2 separate regions of the Mus musculus genome follow, and region 2 is linked to region 1. Evidence: chromatin contacts called from public promoter capture Hi-C data. All regions are on one chromosome and are shown on one strand. The core of a region is the stretch at or near the end of the contact, and the rest is flanking DNA. Distances in the headings are between cores, read along the strand shown. Region 1 holds the start of Washc2 (WASH complex subunit 2`). Region 2 holds the start of Zfp239 (zinc finger protein 239).

Region 1 (6,112 bases), core at 1,136-3,635:
CCTCACCAAACCCCATGTCTCAAACAAGATGGAATGTGAGGTATGGCACTCCAGTTCACACTATTAAATTATGCAAACATGCATCAGCAACAGCCTACTTGGCACTCTGCTGCTTTTACAATCCCAAATCACGGGGTTATGATCTTAAACATTTATGAAATTGTTTAATAATCCTCATCTAATAATTTCAGGATGCTGTGGACTTGAGTAATTCTCTTCTCACTGCTGGGTGTAGGGCTGTAAGCCTGTAACCTCAGAGGTGAGAATTTCTCTCCAAATTCAAGGCCAGCCTGGTCTATATAGCAAGTTCTACACTAGTCAGAACTAATCCTGAGCTGCTAAAAAAAAAAAAAAAAAAAAATACAACCGCCCCCCCCCAATGCCTTTCTACAAATTAATTCAGAAAAATATTCTTGGATCAGATGAACTAAGCTCCCCCCACAGCCCCCCACCCCACCCCCTGTTCTCAATACATTCCTTTCCCTTTGCTAGATGGCTCCAGGCATGCCTGCGTCTTTTCTATTGTAATTCTACCAAGATAATTTATCTGTGTATTCCTAGCAGATTGCAGGAACTCACTATGAAAACAAAATTCACATACACTTTAGTTAAAGGCCAGCAGCATTTGTACTGGTGACTCTGTGTCATATATTCATCCAAATTGAAAAACTGGTGCTGGCGGGACAGTAGTGGCCCACACCTTAAATCTCAGTACTTGGGAGGCAGAGGCAAGTAGATTTCTGTAAGTTCCGGGCCAGCCTGGTCTACAGAGTGAGTTCCAGGACGGTCAGGGCTACACAGAGAAACCCTGTCTCAAACAAACAGAAGGAGAAAAAAGAAAAGGAAGAAAAAGAAAACTGTAGATGACGAAATGCAAAGCAGACATCTGCATTCACTTACACAACTGAGGGAGACATGATGGACCTACATAAAGTCTCTAGGGACTGAAGGCAAAAGTGGGGCACGTGAGGCCAAGCCAGGCTTAGAGCTGACCATACTGAATGAGCACAGTGGCTTTTTTGAGAGGCACACAACTCTGCTCAAATGGTAATTGCCCTCAAAACTAAAAACAGAAAAACCAGCACGAGGCAAACCTTATTATTAGATGTTTTTAAAGGTTTGTAAAACCCATGAACTTTACTGATAAAAGACACTGATTTCAGAGAAAGGAGCTTCAGTTACCAAGAACCAATCTATCCACCAAAACTTAGAAGAGAACCTTATTATCATTATAAATGACAATAGTTCTTACTCCCCAAAAGGGATTATTCGAAAGTCAGATACCATAAAACAACTCACATTCTCAATGAACTGGGTATTAGACAGCATGAGGAAGTCATTGAACACATTATGCAGACGACAATGTGTGGCTTTGGTCTCCTGAATTAATCCATCCACCTGCTTCTTGATTTCATGAGTCCTGGAGATAGTCTGCTGTGAGAATTCCTGTAGAAACTGTAGTAGCTATTTTGAAAAGAAACATACACAAGTATCAACACTACATGTGATTTAAAGCAAAACAAACAAACAAAAAACCCCTCCCCTTTTGCCCCTATGTTAAGAAAAAGGGATGATACTGTTGATCTAAGGTCAGGTGACCCTGGAAAGCATTAAGAAAGCTCATCAGATAAGTTTGTCCAGAACACAAAACCAGTATCACATTTCTACAGGGATTTAAAGCCCTGTTTGGTTGTCACGCTCCAGAGACCACATAGTGTGACAAAACACCCCAAATCCCACTTGTATGAAAGTTCTGAGCTCTTAGGTCCCGAAGTGAGCAGATCTACTCAAAAATATGTGCTGCCCCATTTAGCCCCAGTTCTAATACAGAAGGGCCTCCGTAGAGACAAAGCAGTCCTTGGAGAGGGCAGAAACAGAATCTGCTCAGCAGGATGGCGTGGAGGGCAAGGTTGAAAAGCCACTGCACGGAAGGAAACCCGCGTCTGCGCGGCAGAGTGCTGGGTAGAAGCCCACAGGGCCGCCCTCCCCGGTGTCTGAGATTGCGCCTTTGAATACTGGAGGAAGCGTGTCCCCGAGGAGGGGTAACTACAACTCTGTCCCTCCCTTGGCCCCGGGTCCCCCGCTCACACCGGCGTCAGCCGCCAGAGACCAGTTCTGACTGCTGCGGCGGATCTCCTCCACCGACCAGGGCCGTTCCCACACCGGCTCGGATGCCGGAGGCCGCTCCGAGTCGGGGCTCGTCCGGTTCATCTACAGCGAGAAGGACAAAAAGAAGAGCTGAGTCTGGGGCGAAGGATCCAGCCCTGCCCTCCTGGGCCGCCGTCCTCACCACGATGACACCGCCACTCAGCAAGCTCCAAAGTGACTACGGGAGTGGCTACTACACTGCCCACCCAGCGCGGTGGTAATCACATGGTTCACGTCACGTGATGGTGTCCTCACGTGACCTGGGGCGCAGCCTCTGATCGGGAGCTATGGGTTAGTAGCTCCTGGGTAATTGGGTTTGACCAGAGAGAAGGTGTTTAAGCGGCCAGCTAGTGCGAAAGAGGCGGAAGGTACCAGTGGGGCCCATGCTGAGGAGTCCCGTGGCCTACCAGGTGGGAGCTGAAGAGGAAGGAGAGCGGAGGACGACTTCCTGGATGTGCGGCGGCTTTATTGATTATGCATGTGATGTGAGACTAGCCCAGGGCCACAGTGACCCTCAATGTGTACATCTGCTAACCGGTTTGGTTTCAGTTCAATGTGGATCCGCTTGAAATTCTTGAAACCCTCAGCTGAGATTCAAGGCCGGGAGGTGGAGGGGTAGAAATCGAAATCCAAAGCTCCCCTGGCTGTCCACTAGCACTTCCTTGTGAACAGACCCCTTTCTGAGTTGGTCTTGCCCAGACTGACTTTTAGAAATAACCCCTTATCTTTCCTTTTTGTGTGCCCGAGAACAAGTTACTTAGCTTCTTCTATAAGCTTTCTTCTGCATATTAAAGAAGCAATACAGCCGGGCATGGTGGCGCACACCTTTAATCCCAGCACTTGGGAGGCAGAGGCAGGCGGATTTCTGAGTTCGAGGCCAGCCTGGTCTACACAGAGAGAAACTCTGTCTCGAAAAATAAAAATAAAAAAGAAGCGATAATAGGTGTTAAAACAGATAGTGCCTGGTATATGGTGAGTGCTCACCTTAGATCTTATCATTTCTCCTGTGCAGATTATTTTTCCAACTTTCAGATTTTGCTTTGTGGCCACCTCCGTTGAAACCTCATTAAAGATTTCTCTTTGGTATGCAACTAAGACAAATGAAAACCTGCTCAGGTAAAAATCTGCAAGAATTTTCACTGTAGTGTTGATCCATACCCAGAAAGCAGAAGCAATCTAAATGTCCATCAGGTGACGAATGGATAAACAAAATGCTGTAGAACCACGCAATTCACCAAAAGAAATAAAATGCTGATATATGATAGGGCATGAATTAACCTAGAAATACTTCAATTGAAAGAGGTCAGTCATATACATGAGCACAGGTTATTCTATTTATATGAAATATCCAGAATGGATCAATCCAGAGAGAGGAAGTAGGTTGGTGGGGGCCAGGGATTGAGGAAAGAAGGGAATGGGGAGTTAACTGCTTATGAGCAAGTAGTCAGCTGTGAACTAGTAAAGCCAGGGTAAAGGCTCAGGTTGGTTTCTGTAGCATTAGTGTGATTGTATCTGTGTTGCTGTTAGGGTGAGCAGGTGTTATAGATAGACATTAGATTTAGGGTTATGATTAACATTGTGGTTATGGTGCTATTTTGGGGGTTAGGGTTAAGGTGGCTGTCTTAGTTATTTTTCTATTGTTATAATAAAAATTACCTCAGAAGCAACTCATAAAAGGAAGGGTTATAGTTAGGATTTAGTGTTACGGTTAATGCTGAGATAGTTGTGAATTATGGTTAGGAGAGCGTTAGTCTTAGGGTGAGCGTAACAGATGAAGGTTTAATTAGGATTAGGGCAGCCTTAATATTCATTACACAGCTGGGTATGGTAGCACACAATTTCTTTATCCCAACCCTGAAGAGGCATATCTAAACTGATACATGTTTGTGTGAAGGCAGCCTGGTCTTAGCTTAGTATTAGTGTTAGGGAAGGGTGTTTGACTAAGGTTAGCTTAAGAGTAGTTTTAATAGAGTTTAGAATACAGTTTGAGGTAAGCAAACCCCTTGAGACCTAATACTTGAAAGGCAGAGGTAGACAGATTATCTGTGAGTTTGAGCTCCAACTTCTCTACATAGAGAGTTCCAGGCCAGTCAGAGCTGCATGGTGGCATGATATCTCAAAAAAAAAAAAAAAAAAAAAAAAAGGTTAGGGTCAGAACTAGAATTATAGTTAGGCTTAGGGTTGAGGGTCAGGATCAGGTTAAGGGTTAGGGATTAAGGTTAGAGTTAAGGGCTAGTTATGGTTAAATATAGTGGTAAACTTTATACATAATCCTAACCCTTAAATAGAATGCTAAACCTAACCATAGTCCCTAACCAGAACCCTAATACTAACTCTACCCCTAATTCTAACCCTACCCTAGTCCTAACCATTGCTAAATCTAATCTTAACCCTAAACCATAGTGATAAAGTAACCTTAACCTAAAAACTATACAGAAAATTAACCATAATCTTTTTCATCTTAATCCTAACCCAAACCAAATACTAACCCTTAATTATAACCTTAAGCCTAAGTTACCGTCTTAGTTAGGATTACTATTGCTGTGATGAAACACCATGAACAAAAGCAGCTTGGGAAGGAAAGAGTTTATTTCACTCACAGTTCCATTTAACAGGTTGTCAAAAGCAGTGAGGGCAGGATCCCAAGCAGTATAGAAACCTGGAGGCAGGAGCTGATGCAGAGGCCATGAAGAAGTGCTGTTTATTGGCTTGCTCCTCAAGGTTTATTAGGCTTGCTTTCTTAAAAAACCAAAACCATCAGTCCAGGGTTGGCACTGCTCACAATAGGCTGAGCCCTCCCCGCCCCCATGGGCCATTAAGAAAATGCCCTACAGGCTGGCCTACCACCCAATCTTATGGAGTCATTTTCTAAATTGAAGTTCCCTTCTCTCTGAAAACTCTAGTTTGTGTCAAGTTGACATAAAACTAGCCAGCACACTTACCCTAATAATAATTATTACACTAACATGATCCAAAAATCTAACCCTAACATTAACCTTAGACATAATCCTAAACTGAACCCTAATCAAAACCACGAGCCTAACCCTAAACATATGTAACAGCAAAACAACGCTCATATTATTCAGAGCTCTAACAAACCCCTTCATCTAATGTAATTGTAAGACTAACTCTAGGCGTAGCTCCAACTAAACTAAAACCATGGCCATGACCTTAATACTGACCCTAACAATGACAAACCAAACCCTGTGATAATCTAGACCCCAACATAAACCCTATTCCTTACTCTAAACCTCATGTAACTCTAAACCTAATCCTACATCTTAAGGAAATTAGAACCAGAAAAGTCAAAATATCCATAATTGTAACCAGAATCCTAACCCTAGCCCACTATAAGAATCCCAATCGTGTACCCTAACCCTAAAATTAACCCTAACCTCTAACATCTAACAATAAACAAACCCTAACTTCTAACCCTACTCCCTAACCTCTCTCATAGGTAGGCCTATATATGCAGCTTTATAAACATATGTATTTCCTAGCTCTGTAATAGATAGGTATATATGTGTAGGTTCACATGTACCTGTATTCCTTTGCTCTCTTCTAAGTACAAATGTGTCCTCCAACTCACATCCACAACTGTATTTCTCAGTTCTGTTACAGGTCAGCCTGTATGCACGTTCAGATGCATGCAGTTTTTAAGCATGGTCCTATGTTCGCATGAATTGCATTTTCACAGACATGAATTATGCATGGTCACATGTCAATGTATACATGAATGTCCCCATACATGCAATTTCTAAGCCCTGTCTTACATATGTTGTCATATTTTTGTGTGTTCTGCCTATGTTTGTACTCTGTCTGATCATTCTTTTATGGCAGCATGTGCACAAATGTTCACACTCATGCGGTTTCTGAGCATTGTCATATGATTTACATACTGGGTTTCACAAAAGCCATGCTACATAGTGAGATTCTGTCTCAAGGGAAAAAAAGGGAAAAGAAA
Region 2 (6,112 bases), core at 2,015-4,514, 1.7 Mb before region 1:
TGGCAACTGTTTGGCAATTTAAAATTTTATTATAACTACATATGCAGACATGTTGATGAAAGAGGACAGGACAATCAGAGCATAAAAGATCTAATTAGGCAACTCATCTTACCTCCCATTAGAATCACCGGCAGTAAGCATATGTGGAGATATTTCACAATAACACTGGGTGCATGGAGATCGGGAGAATGAGAGAGGAGTTGTGTGTTCTTTCCAGCAGGGCTAGGGATCAGGAGTTTTAAAAACCACCACCTGGTTTTGATGCACCTTTTCAGGCATGACTTTGTGGCCACTGAGCAGCTGTTTAACTAAATTCCTCATGTCCTTCACTTTCACAGCGAACAATGATCACTGTTAACACACATGACACTTGCTTTCGCGTAGCTGCAACCAAATACCCAAATGAACAATTTAAGGAGAGATTTGAGTCACAATTCTAGACCCCCATCGTGGTAGGGCATTGTGAGAAACATGCTGTTCAGCTGATGGCAGGCATAAAGTAGGGTGGAAGAGTAGGAGAGAGCCAGGTCAAGGTAAGACTCTCAAGGCTGTGCTTCAAGCCAGTGACCTGCTTCCTCCACCCAGGCTCCACCTTCCACACAATTCTACCACCTTCCAATAGTCTCAAGGGTTTTGTTGTTGTTGTTGTTGTTTTTTCGAGACAGGGTTTCTCTGTATAGCCCCGGCTGTCCTGGAACTCACTCTGTAGACCAGGACAGAGTATTTTATTGAGTATTTTTGCATTGATATTCATAAGGGAAATTTGTCTGAAATCCTCTATCTTTGTTGGATCTTTATGTGGGTTTAGGTATCAGAGTAATGAATTAGGTAGAGTACCTTCTACTTCTCTTTTGTGGAATAGTTTGTGCAGAACTGGAATTAGATCTTCTTTGAAGGTCTGATAGAACTCTGCACTAAACCCATCTGGTCCTGGGCTTTTTTTTTTTTTTTTTTTGGTTGGGAGACTATTAATGACAGCTTCTATTTCTTTAGGGGATATGTTTAGATCATTAACTTGATCCTGGTTTAACTTTGGTACCTGGTACCTGTCTAGAAATGTGTCCATTTCATCCAGGTTTTCCAGTTTTGTTGAATATAGCCTTTTGCAGAAGGATCTGATGGTGTTTTGGATTTCTTCAGGATCTGTTGTTATGTCTCCCTTTTCATTTCTGACTTTGTTAATTAGGATACTGGCCTCGAACTCAGAAATTCGCCTGCCTCTGCCTCCCAAGTGCTGGGATTAAAGGCGTGTGCCACCACACCCGGCTAGTCTCAAGGTTTTTTTTTTTTTTTTTTTTAAGATTTATTTATTTATTATATGTAAGTACATTGTAGCTGTCTTCAGACACTCCAGTAGAGGGAGTCAGATCTCGTTACGGATGGTTGTGAGCCACCATGTGGTTGCTGGGATTTGAACTCTGGACCTTCGGAAGAGCAGTAGGGTGCTCCTACCCACTGAGCCATCTCACCAGCCCTAGTCTCAAGGTTTTAATCCACAATGAAACATCCCAGAGGCTAGAGCCCTAGTGATCCAATACTCTCTGGAAACACCTTTAGAGACTCAGGAAGAAGTGTGCTTCACTAATTCCTAGGAATCTCTCAGTTCAATTATCAGTCAAGATTAATCATCATATGTATGATGGCTACATATAATCTGCTCACCAAGAACATGAGTTCTTTGATGAAAAGCTTCAGTTTATATTCTTTTTTTTTCCTACTTAGCATTAGACTGGGCATATACTAACTTGGAATGATCTCCAACAAGCTACAGTTTTGATCTCACGTAAGGAGGTCAAATCCTTAGGAGGTAGGACCTAGTAGGAAGAATGTAGGTCACTGGGGATGCACCCTTAAAGTGATATTGGGATCCAGGTCTTTCCCACATGAGGTGAACCAAACTCTGTTTCATAGGTCCAAAACTGAGTCAAGTAATGACAGACTAAAACGATGGAACTTTGAGCAGACAAATCTTTGCTCTTTACAAACTCATTACCCAAGATATTTTGGTCTTAACAACGAAGAGTAACTCGTGGAACATACACCGAGTGAAATGTACGATAGGAGAGCCGACTTCCAGACTACAGGGAGAAAATGCTCCATAGAGCCTTTCAGAAGAGCTTGGTTGGATGTTTTGAGTACTTCACAAGGTGGCAAGGCAGTGTAGTGAGAATTAACATAGAACTTCCGGGTCAGCAGACCCAATGCTGAACCAGTTGATACCGTTTGCTAGATACATATTGTAAGGTCCCAAATGCTCTCGTTCCCTTGTATAAAATACCAATCTCACAATGAAGCTTGGCAATAAAGAGAAAGACCACAAGGACCTCACTCTAGGCAAATACTCAATGCTGATTTCCTAGTTTGTTCTAAGAAAGAAAAGCTGTATCTAGCTCAGAGATGAGGCATTTTTGGTGAAAGAAACTGCAAGTCACCTGAAGCATGGTCATATTTTCAGGGAGGGGCAGATTCTGCCTAGGGTAGTTCTGACATGCCCATCTCCTCAGACCAACCTATTTCAATACTGAAGTTCTGGAGTGGGTGTTCTCAGGTTCTGTGCATCTTCTCACTGCGTGCATTACAGCTACCCAGTATCCCTTGCCAGACCGTCCTCTCAGAAATCTGACTGGTTTCTAGGTCGCAGAGGGGAGGGCTGTGCAGCGGAAACCTTAGTACTCTTAGGGGTCTCTTCTAGGAGCCTCTCTCATGGTCTCCTGATGTCCAGCAACATCATCATTGGACCCACCCAGGTCAGAACTTGGTCAAGCAAGAGGAGGGTGTCTACGGAGCTGCGGTTTGCTCTGCTGCAGGGGCCTGGCCCTCCGTGAGGGTGGCCTGGTGCACGGGGTGTTACTGGGGGTTTGGGGGTTACCGTGGCTGCTAGCACGTGGGATCGCAGCCGCAAGGAGCCTTCCCAGCCTCGGAGCCTGGCTCCGAGTGGTAATGCCCCCTAGTTTGGACCAGGACACCGCTGCCCACCCCTGGGGCAGCCCAGCTCTGCTCACCTCTTGTAGGTAGAACCCACACCTGGTAACGCAGGACTCCCGAGCATCATCGAGGATTCGAACTACAAGTCCCAGAAGGCTGCGGGCAGGAAAGCGCTACTTCCGAGCTCACTTCCGGCGACGATGGGCTCACTCTTGTGAGCCCCCAGTTTGAGGTTGTGGTTGGCCCTGAATAGTTCAAGTTGTTGTGCACTCTTTTCGTTGCAGACACATACAGTTTTAAAATACTCCCCCAAGGTGTCTTTTACTTGTTATGATGATGCTAGAGGGTAAAAAATCATTATAAAATTGTCTTCAGCCTTAAAAATATTCTGAAGCTGTTAATAACCACTTTAAGTGAATAGTGTGGTATATGTATTCACAGCATGTAATCTCATCACTAGGGCCGAGGAAGGAGGTTTGTGAGTTCGAGAAGCCCGTGTCGAAATTTAAAAAAGAAAGAAAAGAATCGATCACTGGTTACTCCATGCTCTTATCTTTGGAGTACAGTCTCCAGATATTTATTGCGCAGGTCACCAACGCCTGTAATTCTAACTCCAGTGATCCCTACACCCTCTTCTGGACTCAGGCGCCTGTGTTCATGTACAATGTGTTCATGTGTACAAACCTACACACACACAAACTTAAAAACAGAATATTTTTAAGAATCAACAATAATGTATTTGGATATAAAGAACTAAAAACTGGATCATAAGGTTGACTTAATAGATCAGTGAACTTCCAAACCCAAAAAATAATTTTAATCATAAAATAGCCACCCCTCCAGAAATTGATGCCATTAAATCTGAAAGAAAATGTCAACGAAATTCTAAGGAATCAATAGTATTAAATGTCGCTAAGTTTCACTTACCAACAGGATTTCAGAGTGTTTTCTGAGTGTGCAGTCGTCTCCCAAAAGGATCTCTAGGTAAACCTGTGACATTAACATCCAATCTGTAGCCCACATGGTCCCCAGGAACGTTGTGAAAGCCCATCACAAAACTCTTAAACCTCAGACTTGAGACTTCTTTTTACAAATATCTTTTGTTCATATATTTCCCTCTGTGTGTGTAAGCCCTTCCCCCGTGGGTGTGGCCATCCGAGGACAACTTGCAGGAGTCACCTCCTTCCTTCTTCTCCGTGGATCCTGGGGATTGATCGCAGTCTGGCAGGATTGGCTGACAGGCACCCTAACCAGAACAGCCCGATTGTTCTTCTGAATGTGGCCTTTGTAAAGGACAGTGGTGTGTCACAGAAGGTTGGACACACTGTTTTGTTTTGTTTTATAAAGATTTAATTATTTATTATAGGATTACACTGTAGCTATCTTCAGACACTCTAGAAGAGGGATTCAGATCTCATTATGGATGGTTGTGAGTCACCATGTGGTTGCTGGGAATTAAACCTTTGGAAGAGCAGTCAGTGCTCTTAACTACTAAGCCATCTCTCCAGGTCCCTGGACACACTGTTAACAGTTACCAGAGTACTGAACTTTGTTCTGCCCAGAGGGTCTTAGGTATTTCATAGCAGAAACTAGTAACAGAATGGGGCTAGGAAAGGCCGATCGTTTTAAAGTCAAGGCTATTTGGAATGCTTAAATTAGGTGTTGTGCATTCAGATAAAAATAGATTATAACATTTAAACCCAATATGTATGGTATCACTTTCCACTTTCTAGGAATCCAAGGTGCATGTTTTCTATTATTTATTTATTAATTTTGGTTTTTTGAGACAGGGTCTCTCTGTGTAGCCCTGGCTGTCCTGGAACTCACTCTGTAGACCAGGCTGGCCTGGAACTCAGAAATCCACCTGCTTCTGCCTCCCAAGTGCTGGGATTAAAGGTGTGTGCCACCATGCCTGGCTTCTTATTCCTTTTCTTATTTACATGTTCCTGGTAGCTTAGGCAAGAATAATGGGTAAGAAATCATCCCTAGAGATGGGGCCACTAACATGACCTTATCCCCAGGGAAACCAATGCTTTACTTGCTAAATCATTTAAAAAACAATTATGATAAAAACTTTCCCAACAATAAAACTTCATATGGCTACACGTGTGTCATCAGAGGTGGATTTTGTTATGTGGTAAAGAAAACCTTAATTAGAAAGAGTTAAAATAGTTTAAATTTATACATTGAAGATTATAAAAAATCAGGCACTAAATGTTAAATAATAATTGACCATGAGGCTGGAAAGTTAGTTCAGTGGTTAAGAGCACTGACCTTTAAAGATTTATTAACCTGCTCCTGGAAACCCGCCCCCCACTGAATACATCCACTGAATACAAAAAAAAAAAAAAAAAAAAAAAAAGAACTGTTCTATTTGTGATTCACTGAATACATAGTTTCAGAGTTGTAATGCTTGGATGATTTTTGTGCTTTACTGTGCCAAGTGATTTTTTTTTTTTTTTTTGGTTTTTCCAGACAGGGTTTCTCTGTATAGCCCTGGCTGTCCTGGAACTCACTTTGTAGACCAGGCTGGCCTCGAACTCAGAAATCCGCCTGCCTCTGCCTCCCAAGTGCTGGGATTAAAGCCGTGTCACCACGCCCGGCTGGATATAGTTTCTAAGAGATGTAATGTTTGGTTTTTTTAATGTATAAAACCCCCTGCTTGAGAGCTGCAGAATACACTCAGATTCAAACTGGCTCTGTGTTTGTCTCTGTTTGTCACAGCTGAATCCTTACCCACCTGCTTCAAAGACTCTCATTCCAGGGACCCCCATGCCCAGCTGGGGTGGTCTGTGGCATGTGTGTATATATCTATGTATGTATGTATGTATGTATGTATGTATGTATGTATGTATTCAAATATAAATACACTTAGCATTGCTTATGTGTTTTTAGGGTTGACTACTTGTGTTGGATTACCAATTAGGTGACCCATTCCTAGAGAAGGCTGATTCTCCCTTTCTCAGCAGTCATTACTTGCCTGTAGCTCTTCATGTAAGGGTGGGTCCTTCTGAGATGTCCCCTATGCACTGGTGTGGTCATTGTTAGGGTGTTATTTAGGCTACCATATGGTTGAGAGATCTTATGGGTCTCTCTCTTGGTTTCTGTGTGATGTTCTCTGAGCCTTAGATGCAGGGGCTTGTGTTATGGTGGGGATATATCAATTGGCATTTTGGCACACTGTGGT

What was found. Promoter capture Hi-C pulls out the DNA fragments that hold promoters and counts their contacts.
Region 2: a contact with region 1 is called in a promoter capture Hi-C map of embryonic stem cells, with 4 times the contacts expected there. The contact joins the promoter of Zfp239 here to the promoter of Washc2 in region 1. A contact is called at or near these places in 9 of 39 promoter capture datasets (the 3T3-L1 cell line, cranial neural crest, embryonic stem cells and 5 more) and 5 of 115 datasets of contacts at active chromatin or transcription factors (astrocytes, embryonic stem cells, large pre-B cells and 1 more).

What each region holds. Positions count from the first base shown.
Region 1 is chr6:116,204,306-116,210,417 of GRCm38.p6, reverse strand. Washc2 (WASH complex subunit 2`) reads right to left here and starts at 2,385. Exons shown (of 31, transcript NM_026585.3): 1 at 2,291-2,385; 2 at 2,089-2,211; 3 at 1,300-1,464. The coding sequence starts at 2,211. 9530062K07Rik (RIKEN cDNA 9530062K07 gene) reads left to right here and starts at 2,425. Exons shown (of 4, transcript NR_131013.1): 1 at 2,425-2,516; 2 at 3,161-3,264.
Region 2 is chr6:117,860,033-117,866,144 of GRCm38.p6, reverse strand. Zfp239 (zinc finger protein 239) reads right to left here and starts at 3,264. Exons shown (of 4, transcript NM_001001792.2): 1 at 3,003-3,264.